2 separate regions of the Mus musculus genome follow, and region 1 is linked to region 2. The links are chromatin contacts, called in public Hi-C maps. All regions are on one chromosome and are shown on one strand. The core of a region is the stretch at or near the end of the contact, and the rest is flanking DNA. Distances in the headings are between cores, read along the strand shown.

What was found. A called contact is a pair of places that touch in the nucleus more often than the background predicts.
Region 1: a contact with region 2 is called in a Hi-C map of muscle stem cells, with 2.9 times the contacts expected there. The contact joins two enhancer-like sites. A contact is called at or near these places in 1 of 484 Hi-C or Micro-C datasets (muscle stem cells) and 1 of 9 other capture datasets (pancreatic islet).

The regions. Positions count from the first base shown.
Region 1 is chr14:31,989,524-31,996,230 of GRCm38.p6, forward strand. No RefSeq gene overlaps it. Among named protein-coding and RNA genes, the nearest start is that of Galnt15, 36 kb to the right of the region's middle. Within about 2 kb of position 4,483, at least 30 of the 459 cell types and tissues checked have an H3K27ac peak or open chromatin away from gene starts, as enhancers often do. A contact at or near this core is called in muscle stem cells, where this site is marked.
Region 2 is chr14:31,763,917-31,770,198 of GRCm38.p6, forward strand. It overlaps Ankrd28 (ankyrin repeat domain 28), which reads right to left. Exons shown (of 28, transcript NM_001024604.2): 3 at 338-416. Among named protein-coding and RNA genes, the nearest start is that of Ankrd28, 63 kb to the right of the region's middle. Within about 2 kb of position 4,830, at least 68 of the 459 cell types and tissues checked have an H3K27ac peak or open chromatin away from gene starts, as enhancers often do. A contact at or near this core is called in muscle stem cells, where this site is marked.

The DNA.
Region 1 (6,707 bases), core at 3,233-5,732, 230 kb after region 2:
CTTATTCCTCTGAGGAAAACCAATAAAACTCTTAGGTATTTTATCAAGGCCCTTCCTAAGGGGAACATGCTGTCCCTTCAATCAAGGATTGTGGGTCTGCAAACTAGATTGAGTCTGGAAACTGGTTTATAGGCAGTGATTCCCTTTTTCCATGAACCAATGTAGCTTTTCTTTCATTTACAGATTTTTCTCTGCTTATACTTACCAAATAAATGTGCAGTAGGCTTCTTATATAGTTCATCCTGGAACTGTATATATTAATCAATATGATTGATTAGCTAGTATTAAAGGTTTGTATAAGTCACACCAACATAAAATTCACTTTGTTTGTGTTGCACATTATGGGTCAGGCTGTATGGACAGTGCTTTGTCTATGCTGCCCATTAGGATAGCTAGAGTCACCTTACCTTCCTCTGCCACTTTGGAGCCCAGTTAAAGCATTGCATTTAATTCATGCCATGGAGAAGGAGCATCCCCAGCCCTCAGGTGTGGCACAAGCAAAGGGGACAGCAAAGCTCTGCAGATGCCAGTTTGTGACTTATCAAATTAGTGAAGGGCGCGTCTTCCCATTGTAGCACTGCAATTTTGCTGAGCCTTAAAATCCCTTCATCAACACTAAGCCAAGGGATACCAGGCACCTCCGACTCCTTTTGACAGTTGGTCATATTTTGACAAATACTTCAGCCAACTATTCAAGCTTTTGATACATTCTTTTTATAAAAACATATTTTAAGATTATATATATATATATATATATATATACTGTAGCTATCTTCAGACACAACAGAAGAGGACATCAGATTCCATTACAGATGGCTAGGATTTGAACTCAGGACCTCTGGAAAAGCAGTCAGTGCTCTTAACCCCTGAGCCATCTCTCCAGCCCCATCAACTCAGGCTGACCCAGTGTTACCTTCCTTCCACTGTTATCTCACAGTTTTAAAAATCCATTCCCATACACATTCCCAAGACTTCTGCTTCAATGCACATGACGCTCTTCAGTAGTATAGCTTACCTCCTTGTGAACGATTTTCTTTTACCTCCCCACTAGGAGCCTGCTTAGCCTTCAGTCTTGTTATAGGTCTAAAGGCCACTACTGATCAACCCTCAGTGACCACAGGGACATCAGCAATGTCTTGCCTGGCATCTCCTTCTTGGACAGTCACTGCTGGTTGATCAATGAAGGATTAATTTCTTCAGTCGGGAGCCAAAAGGCAATATTTCAGGGGTTGGGGGTGGGGGGTGGAAGAACATCTTTTGGTGAGGGTAGAGAGACTGCTTCCTCGGGTGAAATGAACCCTTGAGAATCTGAGGGTTCAAAGTTCTCAGCTTCAATGGGGTTCTCCCACACATCCCCACCCAAGTTACAGAATCCCATTCTTTGCTCATTAATGCCCTCACATTAACTGCCAGTATCCTCCAAGTCTGGGACTTGAATTTTCTTCGTAATTCACTCTTATCGATGAGGGCTTCCATTTGATTTTCTACAACTTGAGCTCTTTGGCTGCTGGAGAGAAGATCCTCTTTCAGGGCACACTTAGAAACCTCTAGACGGCTTCTGTTCATCTGGAGCTGATCAACTCTATCATGGTTATCCTTCACCACATTCTGAGATGCTACAGTTGGCTAATCTTATCACTGAGATGACTTTTTTCCCTTGTCAGTTTATCCAGAGATGCCAGGAGCAACCCATCCAGCATCATCATTTTATTTTTTCCACAAGTTGTCAAAACTTATAGTCACCAAATCCATTGCGTCTCACAGTTGGTGAATCAGGATAATCAAATGCATTTGTCTCCTTGAGTGTGTAAAATAGCTCACACCGTGGGTTTTCGGTACTCTCACGGCTCCCAGGAGAGGCTTCAGTAACTGTAGGTGTTGGAAAATTGAAAAGCTTATTCTAGGGGATCCATCCCATAAACAACCACCAAAAGCAGACACTATTGCATATGTCAGCAAGATTTTGCTGACAGTACCCTGATATAGCTGTCTCTTGTGAGGCTATGCCAGTGCCTGGCAAATACAGAAGTGGATGCTCACAGTCATCTATTAGATGGAACACAGGGCCCCCAATGAAGGAGCTAGAGAAAGTAACCAAGGAGCTAAAGGGGTCTGCAACCCTATAGAAGGAACAACAATATGAACTAACCAGTATCCCCAGAGCTTGTGTCTCTAGTTGCATATGTAGTAGAGGATGGCCTAGTAGGCCATCAATGGGAGGAGAGGTCCTTGGTCTTGGGAAGATTATATGCCCCAGTACAGGGGAATGCCAGGGCCAAGAAGCAGGAGTGGGTGGGTTGGGGAGCAGGGCAGGGGGAGGGTATAGGGGACTTTTGGGATAGCATTTGAAATGTAAATGAAGAAAATATCTAATAAAAATAATATGTGAAATCTGTACAGTGAAAAAGAAAAGAAAAGCTTATTCTACATACTTAAAAACATCATCCTTATACTTCTGTTGCTATAGAACCACTCCTGGTACCAAAACCTGTGTTAGTCAGGGTTCTCTAGAGGAACAGAGCTGATACATATATGAGATTCATTAAAGTGTCTTACAGGCTGTGGTCCAGCTAATCCAATAATGGCTGTCCATCAACAGAAAGTCCAAGAGTTCAGTAGTTGTTCATTCCATGAGGCTGGGTGTCTCAGATGGTCCAGAATTCTGAAGATGTCTCAAATGCCAGCAAAGAAACAAACTTGCTATTGAGAGCAAGGACAGGCGGGGAGGGGGGGAGGCAGAGAGAGGGAGAAGGGGACAGAGAGACAGACAGACAGACAGACAGACACACACACACACACACACACACACACATAGACAGAGACTACTTCCATGTTCTTTATGTAGGCTGCCACCAGAAGTCTGACCCAGATTGAAGGTAGAAGATTAAAGATCTGGGTTAAAAGTAGGTCATCCCACTCTAAACAACATAAGAAAAGTCTCAGGTAGTCCACATGTAGTCAAGTTGACAACCAAGAGTAGCCATCCCACAGATGTTTTGTTTCTCACACATTCTCTTCAAGATAAAAGTCTCCCAAGTCTTCGATCACTCTGTTTATGACCTTGGAGGTCTTCATCATTTTCTAGACTTTGAACGTATATTTTTTTTCTCCCTCTCTCCCAGAGTTGATGACCAACTGGTCACTGTATTGTGTGATAGGTGGCTGGGATGAAATGCCCTGACATAAAGAAACCAAGGGCAGAAGGTGTCTTTTGGTCTACACTTTTAGGCTGCAGTCTGTAACGATCAGGAAATATAGGGAGGAACTTGGAACAGCTTGCCTCATGCATGCTTGCTTGGGCTCAATTCATTTTCTCCACTTTTTACAATTTATGACTGTTAAATATTAAAACTTGACAATAGCTCTGCCATATTGTCATCTTGTAGCTTCATTTTGTAACTCGTGACCTTAACTTGACTTACTGTTCCTTGCCCTGACAAAAACAACTTGTAATTTGTCACCAAGCCTCAGAGCCTGGTGGACTCTGGAGATCCCCTGAAAGGTCCAAAAACCTAGGGAATAAAAAGTTTTCAATTCCCAGGCAAGCAAGCTAGGCCCCCCAGTATGAGGCACTGACAATGGGCATTTAGTCATTGCTGACCCTGACTTAGGGAGGACAGGTCTGGATCTGAGTCAGCTCCTGGGACATCTAGTTGGAGGAGATAACAAGGCCAGAACAGAGTTGGTTTCTAAAATTCTTCAAGGTCTCACCAAATATAATGAAACTAACTTAGCAACCAATCAGAATTGTACTAATGTCACCGCTTTGCCCCCTATCAATTATATTAGAGGCTACCTAACCCTTCTAGAAAATTCCCCTAGCCCTGTCTAAAAAGGAGCCTGCAATCCCCTAAGGGGTTGCCATTTTGATGAATGGTTGACCCCTTCATACTGCTAATATCTGTAGAATAAATGTTCTTTACCTGTGCATACTATTTGAGTCTGGGATCTTCCTTCAGTAATTCTTGGGCCCTAAAACCCCTAGCTTCCTTGCCTCTAGACCCAGACTATCAGCTTAAGCGTCAGACAGTGCTGCTTGGTCTAGACAGCCTATATGTTGTAAATGTCACAAATGCACTTGTTCAGCTGTTTTTCCCATATAAAAACTGGTTCTGAGGATTGTGTGTGGTCGCAGTTTTAGATCCTGACTTCTGACTGCATGTCTGATTAATCAGTCTTGGAGTGTGCGTTCAACACACCATCCCCACCTGACTGAGATTGGTGACTGAGTGGTTTGTGTGTCTATTCCTGGCCCCCTGAGACCCCTGCCTAGATTCTGCCAAAGTGGGCTGGATCTTCCCACATCAATTAACTTTATTAAGGTAATCCCCCACCCCCATAGACATGTTGTTGTCTGACATAACTTTTCCTTCAGAGATGCAACACACAAGCCTATCCACCCACAACAGACCTAAGTATGAGTACCACCAAAGTCCTGCTTAGTGATTCATATTGGGGTTCCTTACAGGAGCAGAAATGATTCAAAGACAGCTGCATAACCAAAGCCCACCCCAGATTCCCACAAAGCAGGGAGGCTGGGATATGCTGCGCAGCCTGAAGGCAGTTAAATTGGAGCGTGTCCTTCTAGGTCTCCCAGTTCGTCTAAAGCTCTTCCAGGCAGCTGCTCTGATCTTTGAGCCATCTTCCGAGTTTGGCTTGTCTCAGCTCTCAGTTCTGACTGCTGATTCAGACAGAGAGGGATTATTGGATCTGGTCAGTTTCAGACTTCCCGAAGCTATTTTGAGTTGTTTACCTTCCTGATTAAGGAAGCTTCCCTGTGGGATGGAATGTTTCAATCTCGGATGAAACTGTTACACAACACACAGCCTCAAACCAACCCAAGGTAGACAATCCTGGATTGTGACTCTTTTCCAAGGTCGGTATAGGCTGTGTCCGATGGGCAAAGCTAACCCATCACAGAGTGTTAAACAGGATTCTCTCTGCTATTTAAGCCAGCTAGCATCAAACTTGCTTAACTGTAAAGTTTTTCAGCTTTGTCACTAATGTAGCTCATATGATCTTCTATCCATGAAATTCTCTGTAAAGGTTTTCAAACTGTTTTTTACTACCTGCTGTGTTTTGAATGTGTCTCCCCAAAGGGCACGACGGGAACATAGTCCCCAATGCAACAGGGTTAGGAGTTGGGATCTTTGAGGGCTTCCTTCATGAATGGATCTATGCTGGTTGCAAAGGGTTTGGCCTCTGAGCTCAGTTCAATCTCCTGCACTCAATGCCCTGCTTTGGAAGAGCAGAGTAAACAATCCTGATCTCTTTCTCTCCCTCCCTCCCTCCCTCCCTCCCTCCCTCCCTCCCTCCCTCCTCTGCCTTCCCTTGCATCTTTATCTTTCCTCTACGTCTTTCTTTCTTCCTTGAGCCAGGGTTTCTTTTCTCCAGAGTCTAGTCTGAGGAGACCTTTCTCCTTCCCTTAACAGAAGGAGCCTGCATGATCTAAGTCTGGCTAATGAAATGGTCCCACTCTGTACTTTAAATCAAAACAGATTCATAAAAAGACGAAAGATAAGCTGATATTTAGAGAATCCCCGTCCCACCAGGCTGTTTTCAGGAGAATGTTTCCTGCCATTTTAGCTTCCTGGGTTTTTTTACATGGGTTCTGTGGCTCAAACTTATGTCCTTATGCTTGCAAAGCTAGCAATGTACCAACCAAAGTATCTCTCCAGCTCTATCTATCTATCTATCTATCATCTTTCAATCTATCATCTATTGATCATCATCATCTGTCTTAGTCAGGGTTTCTATTCCTGCACAAACATCATGATCAAGAAACAAGTTGGGGAGGAAAGGGTTTATTCAGCTTACATTTCCACATTGCTGTTCATCACTGAAAGAAGTCAGGACTGGAACTCAAGCAGGTCAGGAAGCAGGAGCTGATGCAGAGGCCATGGAGGGATGTTCCTTACTGGCTTGCTTCACCTGGCTTGCTCAGCCTGCTCTCTTATAGAACCCAAGACTACCAGCCCAGAGATGGCACCACCCACAAGGGGACCTCCCCTCTTGATCACTAATTGAGAAAATGCCTTACACCTGGATCTCGTGGATGCATTTCCCCAACTGAAGCTCCTTTCTCTGTGATAACTCCAGCTGTGTCAAGTTGACACAAAACTAGCCAGTACATCATCTATCTACTAATTTTTAAAATAAAACCTCTTTTGCTGCTCAATCAAGATCTGACTTACAAGAGATAGCAAGCTCAGACTGGAGAGATGGCTCAGCGGTTAAGAGCACTGACTGCTCTTCCAGAGGTCCTGAGTTCAATTCCCAGCAACCACATGGTGGCTCACAACCATCTGTGGTGGGATCTGAGGCCCTCTTCTGGTGTGTCTGAAGATGGCTACAGTGTATTCATATAAATAAAATTTAAAATAAATAAATCTTTAAAAAGAGAGAGAGAGAGAGAGAGAGAGAGAGAGCTAGGAAGCCTGGTGAGGATGGGGAGGAGGGGCTAAGAGCAGGAAGGAGTGTCTTAAACACATCTAAAGCTGATGCAGAGGGACAGACAAGCCCTGCTTAGAATGGAGGGAGTCGGTATGCAGACCTGGTACACCAAGGTGGAGCTGCTTTGAGGGTTTGAGTGAGAATGGCCTCCACGGGCTCAAGTGTTTAAATGCTTGGTCCTCAGTTGTTGGGACTGTTTGGAAAGAATTAGGAGCTATGGCCTCACTGGAGGGGTTGTCATAGGAGACATATGC
Region 2 (6,282 bases), core at 3,580-6,079:
GAGGCCCATTAAGTACAATACAGAAAGCCTTTCCTGACATATGTCTCTTTCCTATTCTTCCCAATCTATGTTTTTCATTTTTCCACAGTAGCAATTATTATCTTTTAAACAAACTATAAAATGACTTGTATTTATGGAACTAATAAGTCTGTAAGGACAGAAATCTTTGTTCTATTTCTTAAAGTACTTTAAGCACCCAAAACAGGTTCTATGATCAAAGTTTGCTATTATAATTGGTTAACTTATGAAACCAATACTAAGACATAGGCTATGCATTCCATAGGAACACTCATACATCAAACTGAACACCATGAACTCAGCTCAGGAGTTGCCATACCAGATAAAATAAGCAGCTCAATGATTTCTGCGTCACCAAGATAGGCAGCAGCATGCAAAGGGGTTCTCTTCTCATTGTCCTGTGAAAAGAGGAAACTGCACTTTAATAAAAAATAATGTAGTATGAATGAAATCCAACATTATTAACTAACAAATTAATATTTCCACAACTCTACTCTGCAAGTCTCGCCAACAAAATCTTGGGTGTTTTACAGCTAAGACAAGTAAAAGCCTTTACAAATTTACTTGGCTATAAAACCATGGCTTGAGCCAAACCACCCAGTCCTATTTTTAAAATATCTGAAATGAAACAAATCCCAAAAGGTTTCGAGAAGTGATGTGTAACCATAAATAAAAAACTAACTTTGAAGAAATTTTGTTCACATGTAAAATTCTTAAAGATATTATGTACAGTTATCCTCAGCTGATGGGTATGAGGCATAGGAGATGGTAAATCGTATGTTTTGATTCTTGAATCTCATCCTCAGAACAATGTTAGATGGATGAATGAATATTCCCCAAATATTTTAAAAAATCTGAAATCTTCTACACTTTTGGTCCTAAGAATTTTAATAAGGAATTTTCAACCTGTATAAAATCCATAAAGAATAAATAAAGCCCGGCAGTGGTGGCGCACGCCTATAATCCTAGCACTTGGGAGTCCGAGGCAGGAGAATTTCTGAGTTGGAGGCCAGCCTGGTCTACAGAGTGAGTTCCAGGACAGCCAGGACTACACAGAGAAACCCTGTCTCGAAAAACTAATAAATAAATAGATAGATAGGTAGGTAGGTAGATAGCTAGATAGATAAAAATTGAAATATAGACAGGAAAGAGTTTAAGACTTTACTGACTCATATACTGCAATGGGGCACACACAGCTGCAAATGCTCAAACCCACACATGTACTCGTGCACGCACACAGTTTTCAAGACAGGGTCTCACTGTGTAGACCAGATATATCTACCTACCTGTTTTCCAAGTGCTGGGACTAAAGCTTGAGTAAAGATTGTTTTGTTTTGTTGTTTTTTCGAGACCGGGGCTTCTCTGTATAGCCCTGGCTGTCCTGGAACTCACTTTGTAGACCAGGCTGGCCTCGAACTCAGAAATTTGCCTTCCTCTGCCTCCTGAGTACTGGGATTAAAGGTGTGCGCCACCACGCCCAGCTCAAGTAAAGATCTTTTTTTTTGTTTTTAATTTTTTTTAATTAGATATTTTCTTCATTTACATTTCAAATGCTATCCCACAAGTCCCCTATACCTTCCCCCCGCCCTGCTCCCCAACCCACCCACTCCCACTTCTTGGCCCTGGCGTTCCCCTGTACTGAGACATATAAAGTTTGTAAGACCAAGGGGCCTCTCTTCCCAATGATGGCTGACTAGGCCATATTCTGCTATATATGCAGCTAGAGACACGAGCTCTGGGGGTACTGGTTAGTTCATACTGTTGTTCTACCTATAGGGTTGCAGATCCCTTCAGCTCCTTGGGTACTTTCTCTGGCCTCCTCCATTGGGGGCCCTGTGTTCCATCCAACAGATGACTGTGAGCATCCACTTCTGTATTTGCCAGGTATGGCATAGCCTCACATGAGACAGCTATATCAGGGTCCTTTAAGCAAAATCTTACTGGCATATGCACTAGTGTCTGTGTTTGGTGGCTGATTATGGGATGGACCCCCGAGTGGGGCAGACTCTGGATGGTCCATCCTTTCGTCTTAGCTCCAAACTTTGTCTCTGTAACTCCTTCCATGGGTATTTTATTCCCTACTCTAGGGAGAAATGAAGTATTCACACATTGGTCTTCTTTCTTGATTTTCTTGTGTTTTGCAAATTGTATCTTGGGTATTTTAGGTTTCTGTCCTAAATCTGATAGGGGACTAATATCCAATATATACAAAGAGCTCAAGAAGCTAAACTCCAGAAATTAAAAAAAAAAAAAATTAAAAAATGGGGTACAGAGCTAAACAAAGAATTCTCAACTGAGGAATACCGAAAGGCTGAGAAGCACTTAAAAAAACGTTCAACATCCTTAATCATCAGGGAAATGCAAATCAAAACAACCCTGAGATTCCACCTCACACCAGTCAGAATGGCTAGGATCAAAAAATTCAGATGACAGCAGATGCTGGCGAGGATGTGGAGAAAGAGGAACACTCCTCCATTGCTGGTGGGATTGCAAGCTGGTACAACCACTTTGAAAGTCTGTCTGGTGGTTCCTCAGAAACCTGGACATAGTACTACCGGAAGAGCCAGCAATACCTCTCCTGGGCATATACCCGGAAGATGTTCCAACTGGTAATAAGGACACATGCTCCACTATGTTCACAGCAGCCTTATTTATAATAGAAAGAAGCTGGAAAGAACCCAGATGTCCCTCAACAGAGGAATGGATACAGAAAATATGGTACATTTACACAATGGAATACTACTCAGCTATTAAAAACAATGAATTTATGAAATTCTTAAGCAAATAGATGTATCTGGAGGATATCATCCTGAGTGAGGTAACTTAATCACAAAAGAAGTCACTTGGTATGCAATCACTGATAAGTGGAGTAAAAATCTTTTATATGCTACTTTTTTGCATCAGTACACTTGTACAATTTTAAAGCAGTTTAGAATTGTCAGCTTAACACACTAAACACAAATGTCAAATAATCAGATAAATCACTAATCAAAATGTTTCCATAGGAGCACTCATAGGGAGCATAGAAGAAAGTCTTTGTGAATTAAAATTATCCTAAGGTTAGTCTTAATATTTATTAGTTTTTCCTTTCACATCCAGAATACTTTCATGTCTGTTTTAAAGAAGAAAAATACATCTTTTTCCAAATCTTTCCCCAGAAAGGAGAGCTCCGTTAATATACAGCTTTGTGATTTTCTTTCTCCTAATCAAGTGTGCACCAATTGATGAAGCAAGGTATAAAGTAATGTCACATTAAGATACCACACAAATCTACAATTGACTATTACTGACATGGCTGAATTTAAAAAAATTATTTACTTAGGGATAATTATTCTGAAATTTACACTTAGTATTGTTCATGAAGACTTTTGTAGTAGATTAAGTGTTTTTGTTTTTTTTTTTCTTTTTCTTTTTTAATCCGTTTTTCTTACTGTCTATAGAAAGCAAGCTATAACTTGCCATTTACCCACATGGTAAATAAGAGGTTATATCCCTAGATTACCTGAAGTACTTATACTTAGTGTGGACCAATAGTAGAATAGTGAAATCAAATGCCAGACCTTTGAAAATGCCTTCCCTTTAAAAGGCATCTGTCAAGCTGGGTGAGTGCATGCACATCAGCAGCATGGGGGAGGGGGAGGGGGAGGCCGAGGCTGAGGCTAAGGCTGAGGCCGAGGATCAACTCCACTCTGGGCTACATAGTGGAGTTCTGGATCAGCCTAAACTAAACTAAGCAAGATCTTGCCTTAAAAAACAAAATGAAATGAAAACAAAACAAAAACTACGTTATAGCTGGAGTATCTTCCTACTTCCTATAGGCTGAAAGGCAGATTTGAAACTGAGCTAACTTTGAACATGTAGATGTAGGCCACTATCAGAGCAGATTGTGACTATGATTGTGAATGATCTCAAGAACTAAGCCACCATCTTGGAACACCCACTTTTATAGACTATTCAGGATATTACTCCAGTCTTCCTGATTTTTTTCGGGGGAGGGATGCTGTACATGTGGATACATGGCTGTGTATGTGTGCATGTGGAGGTCAGATGTCAACCTCAGGACCATTCATCAAGAACTGTCTGCTTTGTTCTGACAGGATCAGTTCCTGGGACCCAGGGCTTGCTGACCATTAGGGTAGGCTAGTTGTCTAGTCATCCCCAGGTAACTTTCTGCCTTCCTAGTGCTGGTATTCACGCACTACCACATCCAGCTCTTAGGTGGGGGTCAGACATCGAACTTTGTTCCTCATGATTGTCTAACAAGCACTTTACCCACTGAGCTATCTCCTCAGCTCAAGATTGTAAAATTTTCTAGTTTGGGACTCTCTAACTCACTCTAAGGACAGCTGAGAGTGTGGATTAGAGTGGGGAGGCTTAGCAATACTATGTAAAAATACTGTACAGGAAATTAGTTTAGTGCTATTAATGTTAAATAAGTTAGTGAGCTAAGAGTTTTTCCTCTCTATGACCAGAGTTAGAATCTACTGCATCACGCCTTTTATTCTAATTTTCACCCCAGGAAATAGAATATAGAGAGAAATCATACACCAAACAGTGCTAAAAAGCTTACAGAGATTGTCTGGCAAGCACTGAAATATAAAAATTTACTGAAAGCTGAAGACTAATTTAGAAGTGTGTTTTAAAAAGAACTCGTTGCCTAGGCTTTTTGGTGCTACCCATTAAACAAACAAATGTTGCTAATGTTAAAATGTGATTAGACCTAGTCAAATAGACAAACATCTCTAATGTAACGCATAAGCATTACAGCAAGCACGATGACACAGAAAGTGAGTCATCTGTGTCTGAGAGATGCCTGGAATTCTGTGACTCAATGCTCACAATACTATGAAGCTATTTTATGACTCATACAAACATAGCATTCTTCTATGCAAATCAAAATAAAAGGGAATTAATTAATAATGAAAGAAAAAATACAGATCTTATTTCACTCTACTAGAGTTCAACACTGAAAATTAGGCATTAAAATAGCTAAAAGTCCCTTTAGTAAAATATGGCTTTAAAACTTATGTTTTAAAAAAATGAATTCTAACTTGTTTATTCAATCATTGCAGGAAGCAAATGCTGAAAACAATTAGATGTCCCCTAAATGGTTACTTAAATAATAGAACACAAGAAGCTCTTCATCAACCTTTATTTAACTCACATGATTAACTAATATTCTTGGCTCCTGGGTAGCATGAATAACTAGTTTTTACACAAGGTACTTTGACTCACAGTCTTCCACTACTAAATCCACACACTCTTGATCATACAATGGGGTCTATGTTTGCCAAGGGTAAAATGTGTTAGTAATTTGTGTATTTGTAGCTTATTTAAATAGCATTTAAATAACTAAATCAGGAATGAAGAACCAAGTGTTTCGATGATGAACAGGCTAAATATTATTTTTAAAATTCAATAAAGGCAAGTGCTACAAAATGGGAAAAGGGTGAGAAACTGCAACACTAAAGCTGCCTGCTTTTATAAAGAGCCAGAGTTTTACTCTAAGCTAGTTTTGTCCTAGAGAATCTCCCTATGAATACAGGCTAGCCTAGAGCTCTTATGTAATCCATGTAGGCTTAAAACTCAAGATTATCCTACCTCTGCTTTCATGGTGAGGAGACTATAGACACGTGCCACCAGGCCTGGCTTAACATGGTCAGTTAAGGGCTTACTTTCTCCTATCACTTAAAGAAACGCAAAATGGAAGGTATGGATAATAAATTGTGGGTATAGTTCAAGAAAAATATTCCTATTACTAAGTTATGCATTATTAATGAAAAACCTTGAGCTTAATTTTTAAAAAAAGGCCTAGTGAATATATTGGTACATTGAAATGCTTAATAAACATCAGACTTTTAACATATCTGAAATTTCCAGTTGGACATCTACACAATGAAATACTGTACTTATAATTTAAATTAAGAAGCAGGGACCATAATAAAATAAAACCACTTGTCAACAAACCTGATGACCTGAGTTCAATCCCTGGAACCCAGAAGGTAGAAGAAGAGAACTGACTCTAACAAGTTGTTCCCTGTCTTACACATATGAGCTATGACATGCGCACTGTGCACGTGCGCACACACAATACCCGGAGGGAGGGAGGGAGGGAGGGAGGGAGGGAGGGAGGGAGGGAGTTCTTACCATGTACTTGTTTTAAAAAATAAAAATAAAGAGGCCAGCAGAGTGACTGACTAGAGCTGTCTGCCGTTCACTGTTGTCAGCTCTACCCCTTCCCCTTCTTCCGAGAGAAACAGACTA